Regions from separate parts of the Mus musculus genome. Here all the other regions are linked to region 3. A link is a contact called in public HiChIP or PLAC-seq and promoter capture Hi-C data. All regions are on one chromosome and are shown on one strand. The core of a region is the stretch at or near the end of the contact, and the rest is flanking DNA. Distances in the headings are between cores, read along the strand shown. Region 1 holds the start of Crlf1 (cytokine receptor-like factor 1). Region 2 holds the start of Slc25a42 (solute carrier family 25, member 42). Region 3 holds the start of Colgalt1 (collagen beta(1-O)galactosyltransferase 1). Region 4 holds the start of Ssbp4 (single stranded DNA binding protein 4).

Region 1 (3,082 bases), core at 254-2,753, 1.1 Mb after region 3:
TGACAAGAGCGGGAGGGCGTCCACAGACACCGCGGACAAACTGCACAAGACTACTAGCCCAGAGCAGCAGCGCAGCGTGGTGCCCCTGCGGTGTGGCCTGTGTCTCCGGATGGGGTCCTGAGAGTGGTGGGGAAAGATCTCCAGTGCACTCAACCATATGCGTACCCCGGTGTTGCCTCCCCTGTGAAATAAATGTGGGACCACGAGTGCGGGCGTGCGTGTGTGTGCGTGCGTGTGTGTGTGTGTGTGTGTGTGTGTGTGTGTGTGTGTGTGTGTGTGTCTGTGTAGAGGATGGAATGCGAGCGCCGCGATGGTGTGCGAATACGCATCTGGGCTGCAGCGCGCGTCGGAGGGCAGGGTGACGGGACATAAGCCAGTGGGGCTCTTTTGTGTGTCTTTGGGTGTGTCCCAGAGAGGGTCTGGATGTGGAGACCGCATCCTGGCGGGGATGTGTGCGTTGGGTGATGGGGGCTCAAGGCCAGGAGTTCCTCCTGGGACAGTGGGATTCTCTCGGCAGCTGACCCCCACTGGGTGCCCCTTAGACAATGAAGTCTGGGCTCGCGGTGCCCGGACACGCTTGCTCTCGCTCCTCACCGAAATTTCAGTCGCTAGAGGCTCTCAACCCAGCGCAGCCTGAATGAGACCGGTTGTGAGCCCCACCAGTGGAGAGGACTTCGAGGATACCAAAGCATGGAGTCTGCTATAGGGGGGAGGGGGCGGCGCCGACCCCACGGAGAGGCAAGTCCCGAGGGACGCCGGGCCGCATGCCAGGCGGACAGGAGGGCTCACGATAACGCCCCACCCTCCCCCCGGGGATCATCACTTCATGGGGGAGGGGACCCCACTTTGCGCCAGCACCCAACCCAACGCACCCAAGCGTGCGTCCCCGGCCAGGGAGGCTTCCCTTCCGCTCTGATATCCAAGACACAGGCGTGCGCCCCGAAGCGTCCCAGCACCCTGAAGGAGGGGGGTCCCAGGACACTGCGATGTCCTTCAAACTGAGCCTGGCCAGACAGCCTCGCAAAGGGGATACAGATAAGAGGCCTCTGATGTATAACGGGGTACTCTTGGGAGGCTGGGTGGTGGTGCCATGAGCCCCACAGGTGAGGGCGCCCCGAGGGCCGCCTTCCTTTGTTCCCGGGACGTCCAGGTGGCGCTCGCGCCCCCTCTTCCATCCCCCGCGACTACCCCCCGGGGCGCCGGATCCCGGCTTCCCTGGGGAGGTGGGGAGCAGGGCGCACGGTACTCACGGGCTCCCGATCCGCCCCGAGGCACCCCGAGGACACAGAGCAACAGAGGCGACCACAGCGAGGACAGCGGCCGCGGCGGCCGCCGCGCGGATTGGGCGACGGGGCCCGGGCGACCCGCGGGCATGGGGGTGGCGCGCAACGGGCGGTGACTGCAACGCCGGTATGGGGCGGGGGCGAGTCTGCGGGGTGCAGATTGGGGCTCGGGTCCTCACGCGCGTCACTGGGCGCGGACAGCGAAGGCCGGAGCAAGTCTGAGCAGCCGAAATTGACAAGGCGCTAATGCGCCGCTCGCCCCGCCCGGCCCCGCCCCCGGCCCGGCCCGGCCCCTGGGGGGGGGGGTTGATCGTGGGCCCCGCACCGGCCTTCCCACCGCCCGCGGGCACCGCGCGCCCCGCCCGGCCGGCCTCCGCCCAGTTACCACTCCTGAACGTCCCATCCTCCTGCGCGAAGCCCCCCACTCTTTCCCCACCAGCCCGTGGGACCTCCCTCTCTGGTCCCGCCCGTCCCAGGCTTCCCACCCCCTCATCTGGGATCCTGTACCCTTAACTCCGAATGGGTTCCTAGCTCGCAGCCCTGGTGCTTTTCCAGGATCCCCTCCAGTCTACCGGGATCCTTCCTATCCACCTTCCCCGCCCCTCTTACGGGGCCCCCATACCCACTTTGGTCCGCCACACACACATTGAGCAGTACCTGAGCCCGTTCATCCTCTTTCAGCCCTTCTTCCTTCCCCAGAGAGTTTGAAAGTTGCCACCAGTCCCTTTCTCTGGGTGCATGGGTCCTACCGATCCCCACCCTAAGCCTTCATGCCACCTCTCCCATCGCTGTAGTCTCGTTTCGTGCGGGGGGGGGGGAGCCAGAAGGCAGGGAGGGAGTCTCCGGCCTCTGGTCCCTTCTCAACTATCATATCTGCGGGTATTGGATATGGGGATGTCCCGGAGCGCGTGCAGGGAGCCCTTATGAGTGGGCTCATGGGGAGAGGTGTGTCCTTTGGGGAACGGGACCGAACCCTGCATTCCTAGTTCCCATCGGTGCAGAAGAGTTCTCCCTAAACTTCTTCACATCCCCCCACGGAAAAATCCACTCAGCGGCCCGCGGGTGGGGTGCGCCACGCGGTGAGTAATCACTGCAGCGGCCGCCGCCCGCCAACTTCAGGTAACGCGGGCAGCCCCGAGCAACGCAGAATTATCACTGATTGAGCGCAGAGTTTTTTCTCTGGGTTATTTTTGTTGGCCACTGTTTGGGGTTTTGGGGACCCCTCCCGGACCAACCCAGCCCTGGCATTTCATCTCTCTGATCGCTTCTTCGTCTCCACCCTATCCGGATGCCCACGAAGGGAGGTCTCTGGCCTGCAAGGTCTTTGCTGGTGGGGCGGCGCTTGAAATGCGAGTTCCCGGGTGGTCCCACCCCACGGGTTTGGTAAAGGCCCCCAGCCACAGCTCCCTGAGAGTAAAGGGCTCGATTTCTCCCATACAGCCGTTCCCTTGGAGGCTCAGCCCCTTCCTTAAAGGTCCTCCAAGAAGCTTCAAATGACAAAGGAGAGAAATAAAAACTAATTCGGCCACTGCCATTTTGCTGGGGGCAAACTAGGCCACTTGTGCCTCAGTTTCTTCTTTTGTACAGTGGCTAATCTGGGACCAACTTAAAAGTTTACGTGTAAAGAATCAAGTACGGGAAAGAAAATCCCCCCAAACTTAAAACCTGATTAGCACGGTGGGATGCAGAGGTGGCACTGGCTTGCAGGTCTCCTCTGAGAAATGTGGCCAGGTGGCCTAAGGCTCTGTGGAGACCTGGGTCTTGGCTACATTTCCAGGACCATTGCCGCCCCTCCCCCA
Region 2 (3,436 bases), core at 282-2,781, 1.4 Mb after region 3:
ATTGGGAGGCAGAGGCAGTTAGATCACTGTGTTTTTGAGGCACGTCTAGTCTACATAGTGAGTTCCAGGACAACCCGGGCTCCATAGTGAGACACTGTCTCAAAACAAAAACAAATAAAACAAATGTATTTTCCCCACTTTCAATGTTGATTGATGTCTGGTTTTTAGGAAGAGACATCCCATGTACACAAGCTTGCTTTAATTAATTGCTTGCTTTAATTTTCTTGGCCATGATTTGGGTCGGTGGTCTTTCTCCTTGAATCTGTAGGATTAACATTTACCCATTGAGCCATCTTGCTGGCTCCTTCTGTTTCCACAAAGGGGTCAGGGAGGCAAGATTGAACCTAAGGATTGCTCTGTCCAAGGCTTGAGCAGACTGAGTAACTCAGGTCACTCCGTTCCCCACTGTCTTACTACCCTTTCTGAGGGGGTTCAGAGCTTCAATATACAAATTGAACAGCTAAAGTGCTCTGTAACCTTGGTCAAAGAGCTTGACCTCTCTGTGTTCCCTTTGACATGTGGTTGTATTTATTGTTTGGTTAATTCACCAGTTACCACAAACACAGGGATGTCATAAGATCTCGTAAAGGATAAAGCTTGGACCCAGAGACGTCACTTTCTGAAAGTCAGATCACGTCAGCAGGATTGCACTTTTGCTTCCCATGTTTTGCACATGAACTCAAGTAGCAGAGGAAGGCTGAGTGATCTGAGTTTCTGCCCTTTGTATCATCGGCAGGGGAACAGTAAAGGAGGGACGGGCTGAGAATTAACCAAGAGTGTTTCAACTGTCAAAGTCTAAATTCAGGAAAGAGTAAAGCTTCTGAGCGCCATGGGAACCTGAGGAGTCTGCGCGGAACATACTAGATCATCCAGGGCAGACAAGATAGTTATGGTCTGTACCTAGCGCGCCCACCCCTGGAAGATGCACCGCCTACAGCTTCTGCGATTGGTCCCAGGACCTGTACATCTTTAGTGTCGCAGTCAATCATCGTTGCCCTCCGGGCTACACCCTCCGATCCTCGAGCTTCGCCCTTGCCCAGCGCGCCAGCTTACTCAGAGCGCTGACCTTGCTCTTCAGCGATTGGCTAAGAGGGCTGTTTCCAGGCCCCGCCCCCTCCCTTCAGTTATTGGCCCAAAGCGTTGCTTGTTTTCTGCAGAATCCAATCCTCGCTTCTGTCTCCTTGTGCCCCGAATTCTCAGAAACCAAGAGCCGCCTTTCCTCTTAGCTCCGCCTATACCCCTTGGCAATTGGCCGGAAGCTCTGCCCATTTTCTGCGGGTTCCAATTCTTGAACGCCCCCCACCAGGCCTCTCCGCCTTGTACCCGGTGTAGAACGCTCAGAAGAACCAGGGCCGCCCCTCCATGTAGCCTCGCCCCTTCCTTTAGCGATTGGTTAAAAAGGATGCCCGTCTGTGCCATGCTTACCAATTCTTGCCGTCTCCAGCGCTGATTGGACAGGGCGTGACCAATGGCGGCAGGGCCTGGGCCCCTCCCGGCCTCGAGCTTAGGGCCCGCGCGAGGCGGGGCTGCAGCGGCTGAGGCGGCTGAGGCAGTAGCGGCAGCAGCGGCGACGCGTCCGGGCAGGTGAGCGCGACCCAAGGAGTGCAGGCGCCAAGGGGCGACGCGGGGTGGCGGGGTTCTCGCGGCCCGGGCTGGGAGGAAGCGCGGCATGGGGCCGTTTCGTTGTGACAGCAGTGTCGCGAGCGTGGAGAGGTGACAGATCCCCTCACACACCCTGTGTTTCGCGCGTCCTCGGGGTCCCCACGGCCAGGCCGAACCCTAATTTCACACCGAGCTGCCCTGAGAGTGACAACCCCTGTGAGGCCAAGGTGGCCGCTTACGCACCCAACATGCGTGCCTCGCAGACCTGATCTTCCTCAGCCCGCTGCGTGTCCTTCCTTTGGAACCCGGGTGGACGCTTCGGGTGCAAGCTTCGGGTGCCACCCGGACGCGGCTGCTACACACGTGCACCTGCGTGCCTCTCCCCGTCCCTGTCGCGCAACCATCGCTTCACTCCCAAAGCAAAGTCCACCTAACTTGTGGTTTTAAATTTTTTATTTTCGTCCCCCGTGTAGTGCGAGTGGTGGCTTGGTTTTGGAAACCGTGTTTCACTGTGTAGAGCCAGCTGGTCTGGAACTCACAGAGATCTCCCTGCCCCTGCCTCCCAAGTGCCAGGATTAAAAGTGTGGGGTACCACCTGGTCTGTTATTGCTTTAACAGGGCTTTTAAATTTATTTCTAGCATTTCATTTTATTGTATTTATTTATTGATTAGTTTTGGAGTCAAAGTCTTGCACTGTAACCCAGGTTGTCCTTGAACTTTTATAAAGAGTGCTTGAGGTCAGGTGAGATGGCTCAGCAAACTGAGTTTTTGGGAACTGCCAAAAGTTGTCCTCTGATCTCTACATGGGCTCTGTGGCACACACGTAAATACACACACACACACACACACACACACACACACCACAATATGTATATGTATATGCATATAAAATCACTTCTTGACACAGCATGATGTTATGAGTCATCTGTGCACTGAACAGGTAGAGGTAGGATCAGAAGTTCAAGGTTACCTTGGCTACACACAGTGAATTTGAGTAGCCTGGTCTGTTTAAGACCTTGTTTCACAAAAAGAAAGGAAAGAAAACTAATGAGCAAACAGTGCATAGACGGGAGTGGAGTTGGTAGAGTGCTTGTTTGAAGTTGGGGGTTCCATTCCTAGCACCAGAGAAACCAGGTGTGGGGGTACACACTTATCATCTCAGCAGGGGGATCTGGAGTTCATGTCCAGCCTGGGCTACTCAGAGGCCCTGTCTCAAAGACCAATAACAAACAAAAATCTCAGGGCTGGACAGCTTTTGAGTCATTTCTGGACTTAGAATAATCTCCTCAGCCTGATGCTCAGAGCATCCCAGTTCACCAACCAGAAGTCTGAAGCCCTCAAACGCTGCAGCAGGCTCTGCCTGGCCCCCTTGAGCCTTGTCTGTGAGCCAGCTCCTGTCAAAGGCTGCTTACTGGTGTTTCTGTCTCTTGAGTTAGTGGAGGAAGGGAGCCCCCACCATACTCCACCCCATTCCCAGGCATTTCTCCCAAGTCGTGACTGATGAATCCGGAAATGCTTAGCTGGAAGGGACAGCCCCTAGGTGGCTGCCTGAGCTTGTGTCTCCAGGCTTTGGAGGGTGTGGAGGCAGGCTGGATTGGTGGGCTGCTAAACATCTGGGGCGCTGTTGGTTGCGGTCGGACCAGGCCTTCTCCGTGACCTGCCCGAGTTCCTTGCTGCTGTTCAACAGTAAGGAAATACTTCTCAGAGTTGGGAGAGCTAATGTTTCAACTGCTTAAAGCGTCAGTGCAAAAAGGTGGGGGCCTGAACTGGGGAGGAAGGTTTTTCTGGCAGTTTTTTAGTTCTAAGTCTAATTTCCATGTGTGTAGGAGGACAG
Region 3 (3,002 bases), core at 440-2,939:
AGCTACTGGCAAGCTGAAACCCAAGGAAAGCTCTGCATGGCTGGGGAGAGCCTGGGGCCACCGTAGTGCCTCTGAGAACAGGAGCGTGAGCATGCACACACATTATTGCACACTGTCCTACAGGTTCTGAGCCTGATGCAGTAGTGCTGGGTGATTCTAGCACTCAGGAGACTGAGACAGGAGGCTGGCAACTGCCTCAGTCTGAACTACACAATAAGACAGGCTGGCAACTGGCCTCAGTCTGAACTATACAGTAAGACAGGCTTATCAGGAAGTTAAACAGGAGAGTGGATGCTGGCAAGACCCTAGACACAGCAGTAGGTAGCCACCAGACACAAAGGAATTCAGCCACAAAGGTGTGGCAGCTGTGTCCAAAGTTGCACAATGGAGTGAAGGACAACGGGACAAAGGTCTGCTGAGAGGATAGGGACCTGGTGGGGAAGCTGACGATAGAACTGGAGCATTCTAGATCCTACCTTCCCAAGCTTCAGTACTCCAGTCGGGGATTTGAGGCTCACCTGGGTTCCTCTGCCGGTCGCCACTCCACAGAGTGGTATAAACCCTTCACTGCCACCAGCCACTCTCGAAGTATGGCTGAAGTGTTGTCAGTGTTGTGATCTGTGGCCACCCTGTGAGCACAGACAGGACAAGATGATGGCACTGGGGGTTTCCCAACCTGGCTCAGACCCATCAGCTATAACACCCTGGATAAAACTCGCTACACTCCAAGCCTGTTGCCCATCCATCGGTGACAGGGGAGTAAAGATGACACCCAGCTCACTAGTACACAACTGAACAGAACCTGCTGGTTTGGAAAGCACATTGGTGTGAGACCCTGTCACAAAGATAAGTTCATTAACTTTGTTAGCGTGGAATGCTGGCCCGAGCCTCAGGAATCTTATCTGGAAGTCCCGGAGTTCGCTATAAGGGTCTGGAAGCACCAGCCTGGCCCATTCTAAGGAGTCAGAGGTTCTAGGATGGTAGCTCGCTGTGAGGGCTGGCAGCAAATCAGAACAGATTCCTAAGTACCTGAGGGGAGGAGGCAGCAGCTTGGGGTCCCAAGCCGCAGTGGGGACGAGCCCGGGCACTATGGATATAGAGCCGAGCCCCCTCAAGTGCGTAATCCCTGGGGTACATAACTCAGGTCCTCAGAAAGAGGACCGAGTCTCCGCAGCGCACAGCCGAGCCCAAGTGCATAGCAACCTCCCTCCGGTAGAGACTTGAGTCCCGCCTAGTCCCGGTGCACCGCGCAAGGGCCCGCAGCTCACCACAGCGCCGTGCGCTCCCGTGGGTGGCGCAGCTGCTCCAGGGCGCCCAGCGTGGCGGGCAGCGCGGGTGCCGCGTTCCGCGCCAGCAGCGCGATGAGCACGCGCGGCGCCTGTAGCGGGGACTCGGGGCTCCAGCGCTCCTCTGGAAAGTAGCCGTCCGCGCCGCGCGGGCCGCCCAGCGGCGGCAGCAGTAGGAGCAGTGGCAGCAGCGGCAGCCCGCGTGACCCGCGTGGCAACGCCGCCATCGCGCCACGCGTCGCCTTTAAGCAGCTTTTCTGCCGGGGGACGAGGGCCGCGCCTTAAAGGAGTCGGCGGCGGGAAGGACACATCCAGGTCCCACCCCTGACACGCTCCTTAAAGGGAAGTGGCCCGCGGGTCATACTGTGAGTCCTGGAGAGAGGCATGACAAGGCTACGCCTTTAAAAGCTTCCACTGCTTTCCGCCGACCGCAATAACCCGGTCACAAGACGTCACTTGCGGGGAGGTTCCGGAAGCCCCGCCCCTAGCTCGAGCTTTAAAGACACAGACAGTTCTTTGACCACGCCCTGAGAGTGTTCTGTTTTGGAGCCCTCTAATCTCACGCGGTGGCTCTTTACAGAAGCTTCTTCTATTTAGAACCATGTCATCTCAGTTTCCAAGGTTGCGACATGGTTATTTTTGTTTGTTCGTTGCTCCATTTAAGAAGCCATCGAGCCGGGCAGTGGTGGCCCACGCCTTTAATCCCAACACTTGGGAGGCAGAGGCAGGCGGATTTCTGAGGTCATGGCCAGCCTGGTCCACAGAGTGAGTTCCAGGACAGCCAGGGCTACACAGAGAAAGCCTGTCTCGAAAAATCATTAAAAAAAAAAAAAGCCAGCGAAATGGCTCAGTGGGTAAAATCGCTTGCTACCATGTCTGAGGATCCAGAATCCTCAGTCCCCAAATTGTATTGCCCTCTGGCCTTCTTAAAAATGGCTTGTGTGGGGCTGGTGAGATGGCTCAGCGGGTAAGAGCACCCGACTGCTCTTCCGAAGGTCCAGAGTTCAAATCCCAGCAACCACATGGTGGCTCACAACCATCCGTAACAAGATCTGACTCCCTCTTCTGGTGTGTCTGAAGACAGCTACAGTGTACTATTGTTATAATAACAAATAAATCTTAAAAAAAAAAATGGCTTGTGTGCGCCCCTTCCTGCTCTTACTGTTGTTTTCATTTTCTGTGTTTCAGTGTTTTGCCTACATGTACGGCTGTATAACGTGTGTGTGTGTGTGTGTGTGTGTGTGTCCCTGTTCTCCAAGGAGGTTAAAAGAGGGCATCAACTCCTCTAGAACTGGAGTTGCGGATAGTTGTCAACCACTGTGTGGTGTTGGAAATAGAACACCACTCAGGTCTGAGCACCTTTACCTACAGAACCATCCCACTAGCCCATTTCTCCTGGTTTGTTTTTAAAACAGGTTCTTACTCGGCAAGCTCACTCTATAAATTCACAGCTATACTTCTGCTTCATTCTCCTGTGTTCTGGGACAGGCATATACCACCAGGCCAGCAGACTGGTAAAATCCACATAGATTTTCCTACTCTGGTCCCTAGCCTCTAGAGGACCCTAGGGTCCACAAGACATCTCCTGATAGGTTATTTCTCCACCACTGGTGAAATGAGCCAATTTATGCCAGATTCGATTATATTAAAGATGGGTAGTTTTACTGGGGAGCTGCACTCGCTGACTGGCCCCAAGGATTGAGTGACATCACGGTG
Region 4 (3,012 bases), core at 17-2,516, 1.0 Mb after region 3:
CGGCTCGGCTTCCCGCCCGCCCACTAGGGTGGGGGCGGGGAGGCCCGGGCTAGGGGATCTGCCTGCACCAGGGACACCACGCGAGACTTAGCGCCGTGGTGACCTGCATGCTGTCACACTCACACAGGAAACCTGAGCTCATGACTGCGCCACCGGGTGCTGACGACCCACCTGTGCGCAATCTCCAGCAAGTCCCCACTAAACCCGTCGTGTCCAACCGGGGACACTTGCAGCGATAGCAAGCCTTAGCCTGGATGCTTCCCGACGCCCATGCGCCACGACCCCTCGTGCTCTCACGGGGCCGCGTGTTATACACGTGCGTCTGCGCTGGAGTGGGGGAAAGAAGCATGCTCTCATTCCCAGCGTGCACCCAGAGGTGGAGGCAGGAGGACCACCTGTTCAAGGAGCCTTAGTGAAGTAGAGAGCTGGAGGTCAGCCTGGGCTACAGGAGACACCGTTTTTACTCCGACTTTGAGACAGGGTCTCACTATGTATTGGCTGCTGTCCTGGAACTCGCCATATAGACCAGGCTGGCCTCGAATTCACAGAGATCCTCCTGCCTCTGTCTACCGCGTTAAGAAACACTTTCAGAAAAACAAACAAAACGTGCTTGGTCTGGGGTTCAGTCCTTACAACGCTGGCATGCATAAAAAAAAAAACAAAAAAAAAAAAACCGGGCTCTGTGCACAGCACACAGACCAGGCTAAGTGGCACACGCCTGTCGTGCAAACGCTAGGGAGGCTGAGGCAGGAGGATTAGAATTTCAGGGTTATCTGTTTTATGTGTTTGAGACAAGCCTGGCCTATATGAAACTCTCTCAAAAGGGCCCCTCACAGCCCGCAGCGCTGTATTGGCTCGCAGAGAGTGTCCTGGGAGTAGAATGTCATGGGCGCATATCCTGTGAGCCCAAGAGCCTAGTGCAGTTCCTGAGTCGAAACGGAGATATCCACAGCACCCCACCCCCACCCCCAGATCTGTACAACTGGGAGTCTTGCTCCGCAGCCGAGGTATGCTTGGAGCTCGCGGCCATCCCCCTGCCTCAGCTTCCCAATTGCACAAATAGCAACTGCTGGAGCGCGTCCCGGGCTTGAATATCTTTGGGGGGAGGTATTGAAGTCTGTACTTATTGGTGCGCAGCCTATTGGTGGGCAGTGCCGCCCCCGCGGGCTCTGCGCGTGCGCGCTCCCAGCGCGCGCGCGGGGGGGGGGCCCACCCGCGCTCCCGCCGTTGCCACTTTAAGAGCGGCGGGAGCGCGCGGTGGCGGTGGCGCGCTTCCCGGAACAGCCCGGGGAGGGCAGCGCGGCGAGAACCCACCCGCGGCCGGAGCTCCCGCGCGGACATGGCCGCGGGGATCGGGGCGCGGGCAGCGATGGCCACGCGCGCCTGACAGGTGCGGAGCATGTACGGCAAGGCGAGCAAGGGCTGCGCGCCCTCGGACGGGCAGGCGCGCGAGAAGTGAGTGCGCGGTGCGGGGCCACGCGGGACCGGGGACCATGGGGTCACGCGAGACCAGAATGGTGCGGGATTTCAGGGGGGACACAGGAGATCCCGAGGAGATCGGGGAGTGACTGGAGATCAAAATGGTGCGGGATTTCAGGGGTACACACGAGATCAAGGGGCTCATGGGGTCACGCGAGACCAGAAGGGTGTGTGATTGTGGGTGTGCGAGACCTGAGGGTCCTTTGGGGTCACAGAATACACAAAGGACAGAATATATTGAGGTACTCGAGTTCCAGGGTCTTGGTGGGGGGGTCACATGAGATAGAGGGCATGGGCATGAGCTTGAGAGCTCCAAGGGGGCTTGGGGTCTCAGAATACCTGAGGGGACAGGAAATCAATGGGTCAAACAAGAGCCAAGGGGTTGCTGGGGTCACGTGGCGGTTCATCGGGTGCAGGATCAGGGGCTCACTAGGGAGTCGGTGGTGTATGGGAGATCAGGAGTTAGGACTTGAGCGGTCACAGGATGCCCAGGGCAGGCACAGCATCTGAGGGTTGTAAGGCCTCGGGAGTTCTGGGGTCACACAAACCTGACAGGTGTGAGCTTTCGGGGTTGGCTGTGAGACCATGGCACTGGAGGACAGCTTCAGGTCTTAGGGCCGCAGAGTCCCAAGTATCCAAGCTGGAGATTTGAAACAGGACACGTGGGTTCATTGTGGCTGCAAATTTGAAGAGGTTGGGTCGGACCCTAATGCCCTGCGGGGTGTTGGGGTTTTGGAGGTTTGCGTGGAAGTTGGACTCCACTGTCGCTTGTAGGCAAAGGTGCGGATTCAAAGCCTAGAGAGGTGCAGAGCCTGACCATGGCGGTCCCGGGACACCTCCCGGAGTCCCAGGTGAGCCAGAATGGGTCTGGCTCTAGACGCCCCACATTGAAGATACAGGGTGCGCTGCCCAGGTGGACAGGCTGTGCTCTAGCTTCCAGTGAGGACACGCCTGGGCTGGCCTTCCTTTCCGAGGTGCCTGTGTGGAGAAGTAGGTGAAGCGGGAACGTTTGAAGTGTGCTGGGAGCCCAGCACTCACCTTTGAGGTGTGAGTGTGGAGGCCTGGATTGTAGCAGGGCCTGAGGGGGCAGCTTGCCTAGAGGCTGAGTTGCCCAGTGCAGCCCTGGGTAGGGGACAGATCACCTGGCACAGAGAAGTCTGGGTCACTGGGCTGCCATGCAAGGCTGGCTCCCTGAGAGCCTGCAGTTAGGACTCATTTATGGTCAGTAAACTCAGTGACCCTTCCTGGCATGGGGCTGCTGGCCATGTGGGAAGCAGGGACTGACTGATTCCCTGATACCTGGCAAGTCCCCATTCTAGGGAATGGTTCACAGACCTGTGCTAAGTTTGGGGGTGAGGGTGGGGGTGGGTGTTGATGATTGTGTGAGAGGAAGCTCACATCCAGGAAGTGGGGATCTAGTCATTCCACACAGCACGCAGGAACCTCAAGGTAGGCTGTTAGGGAAAAGTGAAGTGGGGGTGGGGTGGGCCATAGGCTCCGTATGTGCAAAGGCCCTGTGGTAGGAGCAGGCAG

Evidence for each region. Promoter capture Hi-C pulls out the DNA fragments that hold promoters and counts their contacts. HiChIP or PLAC-seq counts read pairs in DNA pulled down with a chosen protein or histone mark.
Region 1: a contact with region 3 is called in a promoter capture Hi-C map of pre-B cells, with 2.4 times the contacts expected there. The contact joins the promoter of Crlf1 here to the promoter of Colgalt1 in region 3. A contact is called at or near these places in 3 of 39 promoter capture datasets (cranial neural crest, embryonic stem cells and pre-B cells).
Region 2: a promoter capture Hi-C map of liver shows a contact between it and region 3, with 2.3 times the contacts expected there. The contact joins the promoter of Slc25a42 here to the promoter of Colgalt1 in region 3. A contact is called at or near these places in 4 of 39 promoter capture datasets (cranial neural crest, liver and pre-B cells).
Region 4: a contact with region 3 is called in an H3K27ac HiChIP or PLAC-seq map of bone marrow-derived dendritic cells, with 3 times the contacts expected there. The contact joins the promoter of Ssbp4 here to the promoter of Colgalt1 in region 3. A contact is called at or near these places in 1 of 39 promoter capture datasets (pre-B cells), 1 of 484 Hi-C or Micro-C datasets (embryonic stem cells) and 4 of 115 datasets of contacts at active chromatin or transcription factors (bone marrow-derived dendritic cells, bone marrow-derived macrophages, embryonic stem cells and 1 more).

The regions. Positions count from the first base shown.
Region 1 is chr8:70,491,569-70,494,650 of GRCm38.p6, reverse strand. It overlaps Crlf1 (cytokine receptor-like factor 1), which reads right to left and starts at 1,503. Exons shown (of 9, transcript NM_018827.4): 1 at 1,251-1,503. The coding sequence starts at 1,374.
Region 2 is chr8:70,210,376-70,213,811 of GRCm38.p6, reverse strand. It overlaps Slc25a42 (solute carrier family 25, member 42), which reads left to right and starts at 1,531. Exons shown (of 8, transcript NM_001007570.2): 1 at 1,531-1,584.
Region 3 is chr8:71,609,711-71,612,712 of GRCm38.p6, reverse strand. It overlaps Colgalt1 (collagen beta(1-O)galactosyltransferase 1), which reads right to left and starts at 1,689. Exons shown (of 12, transcript NM_146211.3): 1 at 1,269-1,689; 2 at 519-629. The coding sequence starts at 1,513.
Region 4 is chr8:70,606,568-70,609,579 of GRCm38.p6, reverse strand. Ssbp4 (single stranded DNA binding protein 4) reads left to right here and starts at 1,266. Exons shown (of 18, transcript NM_001372473.1): 1 at 1,266-1,455. The coding sequence starts at 1,400.